2 separate regions of the Alosa sapidissima genome follow, and region 2 is linked to region 1. Evidence: chromatin contacts called from public Hi-C data. All regions are on one chromosome and are shown on one strand. The core of a region is the stretch at or near the end of the contact, and the rest is flanking DNA. Distances in the headings are between cores, read along the strand shown.

Region 1 (5,517 bases), core at 2,096-4,595:
TTTTCTTTACGTTATATACAAAACATTTCAACATCAAATCCTCACAGAACTTACAAAAAGAAAAAAAGGAAAAACTCACAGACTACATGTTCATACATTATAACATTAGCAGTTTTACACTGGACATGCTTACAAGGTAAGTATACAGAGATGTAATATTCTTATTTTACATTCCTTACAACAGATTCAAAGGAAATAGAAAAATCACAAGAGACCCTACGAGGAGGAGAGCGCGGATAGAACCATCGCCGCTTCGAGTTGGTTCTGAGGCCTGCAATATACAGAAAATAGAGTAGAAATATGTAAAAAAAATCTTCGTTTTGAGATTCAGGAAAGAAAATTACAATTTGAATTGCAGCGTCGGTTTTCAACTATAGTAATTATTTCCAATTGACGCATTTTTGTTTTATGACCTAATGAAAAACTGACTTGATTTGCACGACAACAAAAAAGTGAAATGACGTTTAAGGTCACAGATTGATACAGCGTACAAAACTGACTGCACCTATTTTAGGCCCTAATTTTATATGTCGATAAACTATGAACAGTGAGAAAGACAATAAATAAATTCACTGGTAAATAATGGAAACTCAATTAAGCATGGTGACTCTGGTCTTACCGTCTTTGAACTGGATGGAAGGCTGTTTTTAACAACTTTTTCTCTGCTTCCAAGGCACTAGATCTTTCTGAAATTATAGTAGTAAAGCAAAGAGAAAGACATTAATTGTAATGTCTAGCTAAATCTAAAAGTACGCAATTGTTATTATTTTCGCTGAAATACCAGTCTGTAATATTAGATAAGTACTACAAAAGCCTACCCCTTAAAATTAGGGGATATTAGGCCTACTAGATACAGTTTCAAAATATGAACACATATAAAAAATAATAATAAAATAAAACAAAACACTTGCAATAGTTTGTGGGAGACGTGATAAAGGCCTACAGCTCAGAATTACAGGCCTCCTTTCTCTTTGTCTTTCACTTTTCAGAAGACACTGAAGATTTCTCTGTCAGCTTTTTTTTAAACACATATTTTAAACACCGCTTTAAAAATCAGAAATAGGCTATTTACTGGTGTTCCTCGTGTGATTCAATGTTGAATTGAATTGAAGATTTTAAACAAGTGTTGTTTCTACATGTGTGTAGCAGTCAATAACTGAGTCTTTTTTTAGAGAAGCAATCTCTGATCTGAAACATGTGCAACCGTTTCAGCCACATCCTAATGTTGATGACATGTACCTGTAACAGCTGAGTCTGAATTATGACTCTTCTCTTCCGCGTGTCTGCTGTACAGAGCTAGGCCGTTCGCCGTGGCTTGGTTTGCCAGTCCGAGGTAATGGTTTGAGTTAAGTAACGCAAGCTGATGGGCTGAGAAAGCTCGATTTGTCCAGTTCTGGATTTTCCCAACAGGGCATGAGATGAGTCTGTGTGGAGCGATGATGGTCTGGGCAGCAGGCCCAGCAGAGCTCCCATTCATTAGTGGAGATTTTCTAGGATTGTCCGGGGTTGTAGCTGTCTCAGCCAGCGACCAAATCTTTGGTTTCTGGGCTGGGGCCGCGTTGTTTTCTGACGGGGGCGAGTTGGTGGACGCGGGGTTCAGTTTCATTTGGTCGCCGTTTGGCTGTGGCGCTTTGATTTCAAATGAGTGGTGGTGGTGGTGGTGATGGTGGAAGTGATCATCCCGCTCCACGTGAATCTCCTTGCCCTCTTTCACCACAGATTTTAGAAACCTTTGGTCTGCCCCCTGTAAATCCTCATAGCCGTCCGAAATTTCCGAATCGCTTCTGCCGTCTTTCAAATCGGCGTTCAGTTCGTCCTGGTCGTCCAAATCATCCTTGTTTTCGATATTTTCCGTGTCAATATTTTCTAAATCGATTTCTTCCTCGTCTTCCCTCTTGTCCCCCTCGTCTCCCTCATGATCGCTGCTGTAAACATTTCCTTCTTCATCAGTGCGGGTCCTCGGGGTCCAAGTCATCTTGTTTTCCTTCTTTAGCCTCCTCCTGGCGTTGGCAAACCAGGTGGACACTTGAGTGAGGGTCATTTTGGTGATGATGGCCAGCATGATCTTCTCCCCCTTAGTAGGATACGGGTTTTTCCTGTGCTCGCTCAGCCAGGCCTTCAGGGTGCTGGTGCTCTCCCTGGTTGCATTTTTGGGTCTGGATGGATCACCAAACTGATACTGGCCGTACGGATAGAAGGCTGGGTGGTGAGCAAAGCCAGGGTGCTGAATGCCTGGGCTGTCTTTCAGCTCGTACTGAGCACCCTAAAACACAAAGAGCAAACCCAGACGGGACTTCAGACAAAGTGCACATAAATGATTCACAGTTGACTCAGCTCCAAGCATGATCTTAGACTTAAACAATAGCGTTGTAATTAGTCTAAATAAATAAATGATTCGCGTTTGGAAAGATTAAGGACGAGTCTGACAAAAGTAGCCCATGTCACTTTTTACCCCCGGGAATAAAGTAATATGGTAAAGTCACAGCATCCATCTAATATAATATTTTCTTGTCGTATGCTTAAAATGAGTGTTTTTGTGAAAACAATGTCCCGTTTCCAGTCCTCACCGCAATTTTGCTGATCATGGCAATACGAAGCTGGTGTTTATGTTTAGATACGAACAACATTGGTTGGGATCAAATCGCAGTGGTAATAGAGTCTAGTGAAATGTAGTCATTTGCTGATCAAGTGCGTAAGGATAGATCTCTGATATTAACCACTCTTACGCAAAAATAATTTCACCACAAAAGTTAACTTTCTTCATGTAAACTAATAGCTACACAATTGGACCATCGTAAAGTTATTAAAAAAAGGCATAGTATGAGTTCGTTTTTTCCCCCAAAAGTTACTATTGTTGACTTTTGCCAGAGTAAGAAGCGGCAACTTACCAACTGGTTGAAAATGGAGAGATCATTAGAATAAGGAAGAAAGGCTCCATAGCCCTGCGCTGCAGCGAAAGGTGATCCGTACATAGTTGAGAGAACGTTGGAGAGAGCTCCGGACGGGCTCAACTCTGTCCCGGGTCGGGCGCTTGCGATCCCCTGACGGTCCTGTGGGTATATCGGTCGGATGTACTGATATCCCAGCTGCGGGAAAGACATTGTCGCGGGGAAAAAGCGTGCTGCAATCACGAAAAACGGGAAGTCACCCTCTTAGTGCGTTCTAAGATATCCACTGTACAGTGAGTACAAAGTGTAAGGGAAGTCTATATTTCCTCTGAAACAGCCAGTGTAAATGATCCGATTGCGCTTTCCTCCCTCACTTCCCTATTGATCTGAATGGACTAAGGTCAGGTCCTTACAGATTGCCTTAGATTATTGGGACTCCTTGCTCTGATTGACATTTCTAGTCGTTCAGAAGCCCCTCCTATTTCTCAAGTCTCACCCCACATACACCCTCTCGCGCGTCTCTCTCTCTCTCTCTCTTTCTCTCTCTCTCGCTTTCTGTCCTGTATTTCGTCTGGATAACTGCACTGACGTCGCGATCTCTTATTTGAATGGATTTCAAATCTCATTTTATGGCTCGCCAATCATTTCATTTGTTATTTGTTCACCGGTTTAGACCTACCCCATTTTAGCGTTAATTCACAATTTGTGGCGATCCACAAACTTGCTAAACATCTCAGTCTTATGGAGTCATTAGTTTACTGGAGGTCTTGTCTACATTTGAAAGTGCATATGTCCCATGTGAGTGCCTCGACTCATTTGCTACACGTTTTTACTATTTTTTTATAATAATGTCAAATTCGGAAAAGTTTTACGTCTTTTAAGCATAGATTATTCAAATAGCCTAAGTGGGGTGGGCAACAAATTTATTTCTGCATAAATTAGATACACGCGATTTACACGCGACTCTTAATCCATTAGCGTTGTTAAAGTGAGACTGCGAACAGTTTCTCTGGTATAGTCCGACATCAAAGAGGAAGCTGACAAGAAATCAAGCTCGGTGATTAGCGCCTATGTGAACACATGGACTCACAGCGTCCTCACACAATAAACATTGTTGTGGATTGGAGAGTGTTGATTGCTTTATGCAACAATAAACATATTATTATTATTATTATTATTATTATTATTGTTATTATTATTATTATTATTATTATTAGCCTATTTTTTTGGAGCATGGTATTTTTCATCAGTGTTGTACACACATGTTGACAACCTAATGTGAAATATTGTGCATTCACGTGTAAGGGTTAGCGTTCTTCGAAAACATCTTTTCAGGCGATTAACCTTAAAGATTACCCCACAAATGTCTATTGGGTGAATTTGATATAACCCCTCGACTTTTTGTACATGGGCTAATACGGATTAAGACAGAGCAAGATAATCAGAATTGAAATTCTCTGAATCAATATATGAAAATATGTAACGGACATTCATAATCGTATTATTTTTCGACTTGCTATCGTCATATGTTTGTTAATCGTCTGCCAAACAGCGACACAGTTGAATAATTTCTCGTTTTCAGTATATTTGATAAGTCGCAATTCGGTACTGACATCAAGATCTCATCAACTTCAGTTTGGATTTGGGGATATGATCTGGTTTTAAGGTTTCCAAGAAGTATGAACCTTTAATCTTCTTTCCAACTGATAGTTATCATTGTTTTATACCTACCAAAGCTGATATGCAGGCTATTATTTCAGTATAACCTACCATATGTTATTAGACTATCTGTGTTCCAAGAAGAGACCTTAGGATTTTTGTTTTCATAAACGTTCTGCCATTTTGACTTTGAACAGAATCCAGGATTAGAGGTTATTAATTAGCGGCTCTGAGGTGGTGCCATCCACGCTACAGCTCACGATAATAACCACTACGCAGTCAACAATACTCGTAACAACATTCTGCTTATGATGAAATTCAAACAATGTCGTTGACCAAAGTATAAATTGTCATGGGCATAGTGTGACAAGGAAAGTGGTTTATATGAAGCACGGAAAACGTAGGCTATAGCTAAACTCATGTGTAGCTGTTTATCCACACTTTGAACCACTGCAACGGATAGTTTGCACCGAGGTCGGATTATAAATCAAAGACACACAGTAAGGAGGCAGCCTTGTGCATGCGAATGAATTCAGAGGCAGGCGACCCGTATGTGTGTTGGTATCCGCACTTCAACCCACAGAGTTCGGATGGACACGTGTCTCATCCCTGGGACCTGTCAGGGCCCCAAGGGTTGGCTCTGATTTATTACCCCAATCACACACACATGCACTAACTTAACACTTTCACACCGATCCGGGAAACTGGCACAGCCATAAAAGCATTAGGACAGCTCCCTCCTCTCCACACACAGCATTTCAGATAACCTGTCCCGCCACATGTCCGGTGCGCAGAGCTCTTTTGTGCCAGCTGTAAATGACCGAATTTTACCATGGTAGTTGTGATATAACTAGGCTATTATGAATATCGGTGGATGCTGAATGCTGTGTTTATCTAAGGTAACAGTTCCTCTGTTAAGGAAAACCATCTTAAATGGTTTTAAAAAATAAAATGATAATATAATTGGGCT
Region 2 (6,046 bases), core at 655-3,154, 200 kb after region 1:
TAGTAAACCGCGCCGGGGCACCTAACGTTTACAGCGTCCTATAGAAAGAATAGCAATCATAGCCTAATTAGCCATTGATGGACAGAATGTTAGTTAATCCATGGACGAAAAAGGCTGTCATTTGCTGCGCTATTTTAGGAATTAATAAATATTAGACTACTCAGTCTGTTGAAAATGTGTTCCGGCTATTGCGAGCTTGCTGCTGTTTATTCAACATTACCTACAGCCGATAATAATGATGCTGATAATATGATCATGATGGGACTTTGGTCTCTGGTTACTATTAGATTTACTGATGCTACAATTGTCAATGTCTTGGCCAGCTAATTAGAACTGGTGCAATTTTAGAAAATAAAAGCATTACTTGTCAATTGCAGCTTACAGACTTTGAGCAAAAGTAGGGCTTGTAGTGTCATTGTCACCATCATTATTATTTCTTCATGTAGCCTATTGGCTTTTTTCACTTTCCAGACTCTGCATTGGCCCAGTGTGGAGCAGCGTCATTATTCTTCCCTATCAAGGGGCTCTCTTAGCGTCACAACACGTGACCATGTGCACACACAGAGTTTTTAGCAGCGCCTACAGCGATCCCTTTCGGCTTACCAGAGACTTGAACTACCCAACGCGAGGAAAAAATCATCCTGGAGATAGAACTAGAATATGTGTGTATTCATGGAAACTTGGACTCAATAAATATTCACATTACCTCTGTCACAGGAGGATGAACTGTAATATGTGATTAGTGTTTTAACAGATCTACACCAGCCGGTCTGTGGGCTGATGTATATGCAACAAGATACTTTTATTAATTTTAGGAAATTACATTCACTGTCATAACCTAAAAGATAAACCTAAACATGAAAAAGAGTCAAGCTACTTGTACAATACAATAATAACATAATTTATTAAAAAACGATTAGCAATAATAATATTATTATTAATAATAATGGTGTTGGTACTTTTGTTGTTGCTGGGTATACCATACGACCAGACCGCTGAAGGAATATCAAATAATAAAACAGGATATGTCGCACTGAATTAGATAAGTGGATATATAGGCTATATTCCAGTCGAGAAATATATCTGTTGGGATGATAAGAGATTACAACCACTGGTCCACGTGGATTTGGCGTGTTCCATGTGGTCCTAATCTGTCAGTGTTTAGGGATCTGGGGTTGAAATGGGGGGGAAGGCTGCCTATTTCCCCCGTCTTCTTCCTTGAAAATGGCCGAGCAAACGTATAGCCTACTACTTAACACCTGTAGGAAGTTACTGGTATTTCGTATGAGTTAAAGTAGTTTACATTCAGTCCCACTTACATGGAATAACCAGAAGTAATCATTGTTGAACCACTGTTGCTTTCTGTCGTCTTTTTAAAGGCCTGCTCGCACATTTTGTCTTTGCTTGGTAAATGGTCACAAGCTTCCCACTTAGCGATTTCCAAGAATGTCGAGAACAAATAACACGATTCTATAATAGCACATTATTTGGTAAGGTACCAAAAAATCACACAATATAAAAGTCGACAGATTAATTATAAGTATATATTTATGAAATGCGTGTTTTAAAATAATGACAAAATGAGCGCATGTACGCAGTAAAAACCTGCAAGACGACGAACCATCATGTTGTACATGGAGCGGTTTTTCCTCTCGTATTTGGCAAGCGCGTCCTGGCAGACAACAGCCCATTTGTTATTAATCAAGTGTGAAAGTGACGGCTTCATGTATTTAGAAAATGAGGAAAGTTGGAGTTGATCTACTGACTCGCATGAGATCGACATCCAGGGGCTGGCGCACTTGAGTCTAAAGCAATGAGGCTTGTTAGAAGAAAAAATAGGGTGGAGAGAGAGGGAGAGAGAGAGAGAGAGAATCGATTTAGGCAGGGCTGTGGTAGCCCCGCATAAGCTTGCCTTTTCCTTCGATGACTACACCCCAAGAGGAGGAGCGTGAAGCACGTAGTAGGCGTCAGAATCCTCAATTTCCAACTTAGCATCCTGGCAGGACATTTTCCCAAGCAAAGCCCCCATCTGAAGGCAAAAAACTTCTGCACGGCACGAGAGAGCGAGACAGCAAGTGAGCTAGAAGGAAAAAGGGACCAAGACCAAAAAAGCGAAAGCAAACACAAGCGACCAGCCGAACTGCTGACAACGACCAGTTAACACGTTTAAAGTCTTATGTGCTCGTTGGTATTCTCATTTTAAACTGCAATCACATCGAAAGGGGACAGACGTGAGTCTGTTGATTCAAGACTCTATGACTGAGCACGGAGAGTGCATGTGAGAATAGAAGGGAAAGTGCGCAAGTTAGTGGCTTTTTTTTCGGGGTTTCACGATGGCGTATCCTCAGGGTTACTTGTATCAGCCATCCGCTTCCCTGGCACTGTATTCGTGTCCGGCGTACAGTACCAGCGTGATTTCGGGACCCCGAACGGAGGAACTTGGAAGATCATCCTCGGGGTCTGCTTTTGCTCCTTATGCCGGATCTACTGCGTTTACCACCGCTTCGCCTGGCTACAATTCCCATCTGCCGTACAGTGCAGACGCAGCGGCGGCTGCCACCTTTACTTCATATGTGGTGAGTGTGGTAGAACGATCAGTTTGATCATTTGGACAACAAAAAGTATGAAAAACTTTGTCATGGTTTTTGTTATCCGAATGTGTTTGCGATTTAGGTAGAAGAATAGCGAACATGTCGTCTAAATATTGTCATCTCCCCCATATAGCATTGTGTTTTGCTCAATGCGTGTGTTCTACAGAGACTACGAGTAAGGATTTGACACAAATAATTAATTAGTATTGATAAATTGATATCAATGATATAGCAAAACTACAAACTTCAGTGAGATCTTTGTTGAATCCTTGCATTTTTGCATAATGCACCTTGTCTGCTGTAAACGACATACGCACATTTTGTGTTATTATTAATCACCGCAAGAAAGCGACCAGTAAAGGTTAATAGGAACCACAGGACCATGCCCAGTGCGTTCATGTTTTCAGTTAATTCTAAAGGAAAATACATATTTGTTTTGACCTCATGCAAATACATTTTTACTCACTTATCCCAACATCTGGGAAAACATACGTGTATCAATTTAAAGAACGTCTAAGCTAGAAATAGATTATTCTGTTCATAGTGAATTTTACTGTTAATATTTTGCTCAAGTAAAAAAAAATAGTTAATGCTTAACTTATGACAATATAAAATCATCATATGTATTGTTAAAAATAGGCCTACAAATCTCAAACCCATGTGTCATAAAATTGCATTATGATTTAAGCCTGGATAAAAATGTTTTATCCAATTCATACCTGCTGTGATCATGCTTGCATATATTTTGTTTACTTTGCATGCAACCTGTGTGTGTGTGTGTGTGTGTGTGTGGTGTGGTGTGGTGTGGTGTGTGTGTGTGTGTGTGTGTGTGTGTGTGTGTGTGTGTGTGTGTGTGTGCGTGCGCGTGTGTGTGTGTGTGGTGAGTGTAAGAGTTTGTATTGTAGGGAAACACAGGGTCATGTCAAAGTGTACACTGCCTTCTCCTATTTTAGAAATGGCGATTTAAGCTGAAAAAAAATATTTTCTATTCTAGAGTTCGCCCTACGATCACACCTCCGGCATGGCTGGTTCGATAGGCTATCACCCGTACGCTGCTCCCTTGGGTTCCTATCCGTATGGTGACCCTGCTTACCGAAAGAACGCGACTCGGGATGCCACTGCCACACTCAAAGCGTGGCTTAACGAGCACCGGAAAAACCCGTACCCCACCAAGGGTGAAAAGATCATGCTGGCCATTATCACCAAAATGACCCTCACTCAAGTGTCCACCTGGTTCGCCAACGCCAGGAGGAGGCTAAAGAAAGAAAACAAGATGACCTGGACACCTCGGAACCGGAGCGAGGACGAGGAAGAGGATGAGAACATTGATCTGGAGAAAAACGACGACGACGAGCCTAACAAGCCTTCAGACAAGGGAGACTCGACAGATACTGAGTCGGGTGTGTAGAAAAAATCATCAATTTTTCATCGCAGTCGTTTCCACTCAGGGCGCAAAATTGATTGCTGGTTAATGGTGGTATATTATTTATAATGGGACAATTGCTTTAAATAATAATCACCTTGAACTCCCCTAATTTGACTTCTTGTGGGCTGAGAATTGCTGGTGACGTATAGTGTTTGCAGTCCATTTATCTTGGGCTGAATAATGAGGCCACAATCTTTGCATTATGCCTCCAGTATTATCATGATTGCTTTATTGCCATTATAACCCATATCACATTGTTTACTTATTTTACGGTCCTTTTTCTCTTTATTGATATGATTTATATGAAATAATAGCCCTATGCCAGAGTTTTTTTTTTTTTTTTGCTTTGCTTTGTTTGTTTTTCAGATGTTATTTTCAATACATCAAACATGCATGTCAAAACGTGCAGAATTTTACAATTTTAACACTTTCTATTTGTTTGTGTTTTTGCAGACAATAAACTGATAAACCCAGGGGACATTTGCGACAGATTCAAAGATGAAAGTCATGTGAAGGAAATGGATCCTCTTTTAACCAACACGGAATTAAAAGAGTCAGAGGACCGGACGGAACTGCTGCCCGAGTCGGCTAAGCCCACCACCTCCTCCCCGTCTACTGTGCCTCGGGGGAATGAGATCATTGCGCAAGAGAAGCAGTCAGATTTGGGCCACGCACCGAGCACAGTGAACAGCAACGTGACGTCTGTTATCCATTCGCCCCCGTCAGCCCCCAAACCGAAACTTTGGTCTCTAGCCGAGATCGCGACATCCTCAGACAGGTGTAAAGGCAGCAGCGAGGGCCCGCAGGCCACGGTGATGGGTCAAAGCACAGTAATCGCGACCAACGCTGCGTCGCCATCTCGATCATCATCCCAATGTCCCCTCCCAAATAGCACGGTTCTCTCCAGGCCCATCTACTACACCTCCCCCTTTTACCCCGGTTATACGAACTATGGCACTTTTGGACATCTTCACAGCAATCACGGATCCAACACGGGCTCTACGCCACACTTCAATGGATTAAACCAGACTGTATTAAACAGGGCCGAGGCTCTGGTAAGAGAGAGCAAACTCAGAAGCCAAACACAGGTAGATCTTTGTAAAGACTCCCCTTATGAACTAAAGAAAGGTATGTCAAACATTTAATACTGGATTACTCCCCAGTCACCCGGACTATTATTTATTATTATTTGTGGTTGCATAAAAAAGGAGAAGCAAGAAATAATTATACTGTTAAAGAAAATTCTGAGGACAGTTATTTTCTCAGTAAATGCTTACCCTCAAATCTTAGTTTCTGAATGGTTAATCCAAAAGATGTAACAACTAAGAATTGTCTTAATCGCTGCAGCCGCCTGAGTCTATTTGTATTAAAGACTAATGTATATTTAATGTAGCATTTTTGTATTTAAAATGGACAATACACTATCTTTGAAGTAAATTATGAAAAAAAAATACACGTGTGCAGCGATTGCTTTGGGGAGAATATTATTCATTGTCTACAGTACCTCAGACTCAGACAAGATACATTCTAGAGAAAACATCAAGCGTGCATTGAACTTGCACTCTGTAAAGACGTTCATGGATGAACATTCAGTCGGTTTAGGGCATGCGCGTCACGAAACCTATGGGTTAATTAGTTGAGCAACTGTTCTGCAATACATGTATCACTAGGCACATCAAAGCAGACAGGCAATCATGACCTAATATGATCTGCAGTATTGTGACAAGACTGGTATTTGTTGTTTTGGTTACCAGAAAAGGCTGATTACTTCCTCATCAGTGAATTAGCAAAATATTTTCTGCAGGTGAATATTGATATGACAACAATACAACACCGGCGAAGAAAACTGTCAAGCACTCATTTAACCCAATTATACGTTAACCGCGTCGTGTTTTATGCAAAGCAATCAGGTGGCGAACTCGGGTAATGAGTTCGATTTTATGCCAAATTTAGACCTCATTACGATTGCCAAGGCGTGGCAATGCTGTTAGAAGGGCGCGTCAGTGCGTTTATGGCATCAGAGTAGGCT

What was found. A called contact is a pair of places that touch in the nucleus more often than the background predicts.
Region 2: a Hi-C map of muscle shows a contact between it and region 1, with 15 times the contacts expected there. The contact joins the promoter of irx5a here to the promoter of irx3a in region 1. A contact is called at or near these places in 2 of 2 Hi-C or Micro-C datasets (both in muscle).

The regions. Positions count from the first base shown.
Region 1 is chr14:7,529,605-7,535,121 of fAloSap1.pri, forward strand. It overlaps irx3a (iroquois-class homeodomain protein IRX-3a), which reads right to left and starts at 3,346. Exons shown (of 4, transcript XM_042062338.1): 1 at 2,889-3,346; 2 at 1,240-2,263; 3 at 620-686; 4 at 1-271. The coding sequence starts at 3,101. The coding sequence ends at 217.
Region 2 is chr14:7,731,262-7,737,307 of fAloSap1.pri, forward strand. It overlaps irx5a (iroquois-class homeodomain protein IRX-5a), which reads left to right and starts at 1,905. Exons shown (of 3, transcript XM_042061319.1): 1 at 1,905-2,576; 2 at 3,586-3,991; 3 at 4,471-6,046. The coding sequence starts at 2,334. The coding sequence ends at 5,162. All of the region lies in intron 2 of LOC121681530 (a long non-coding RNA gene), which reads right to left.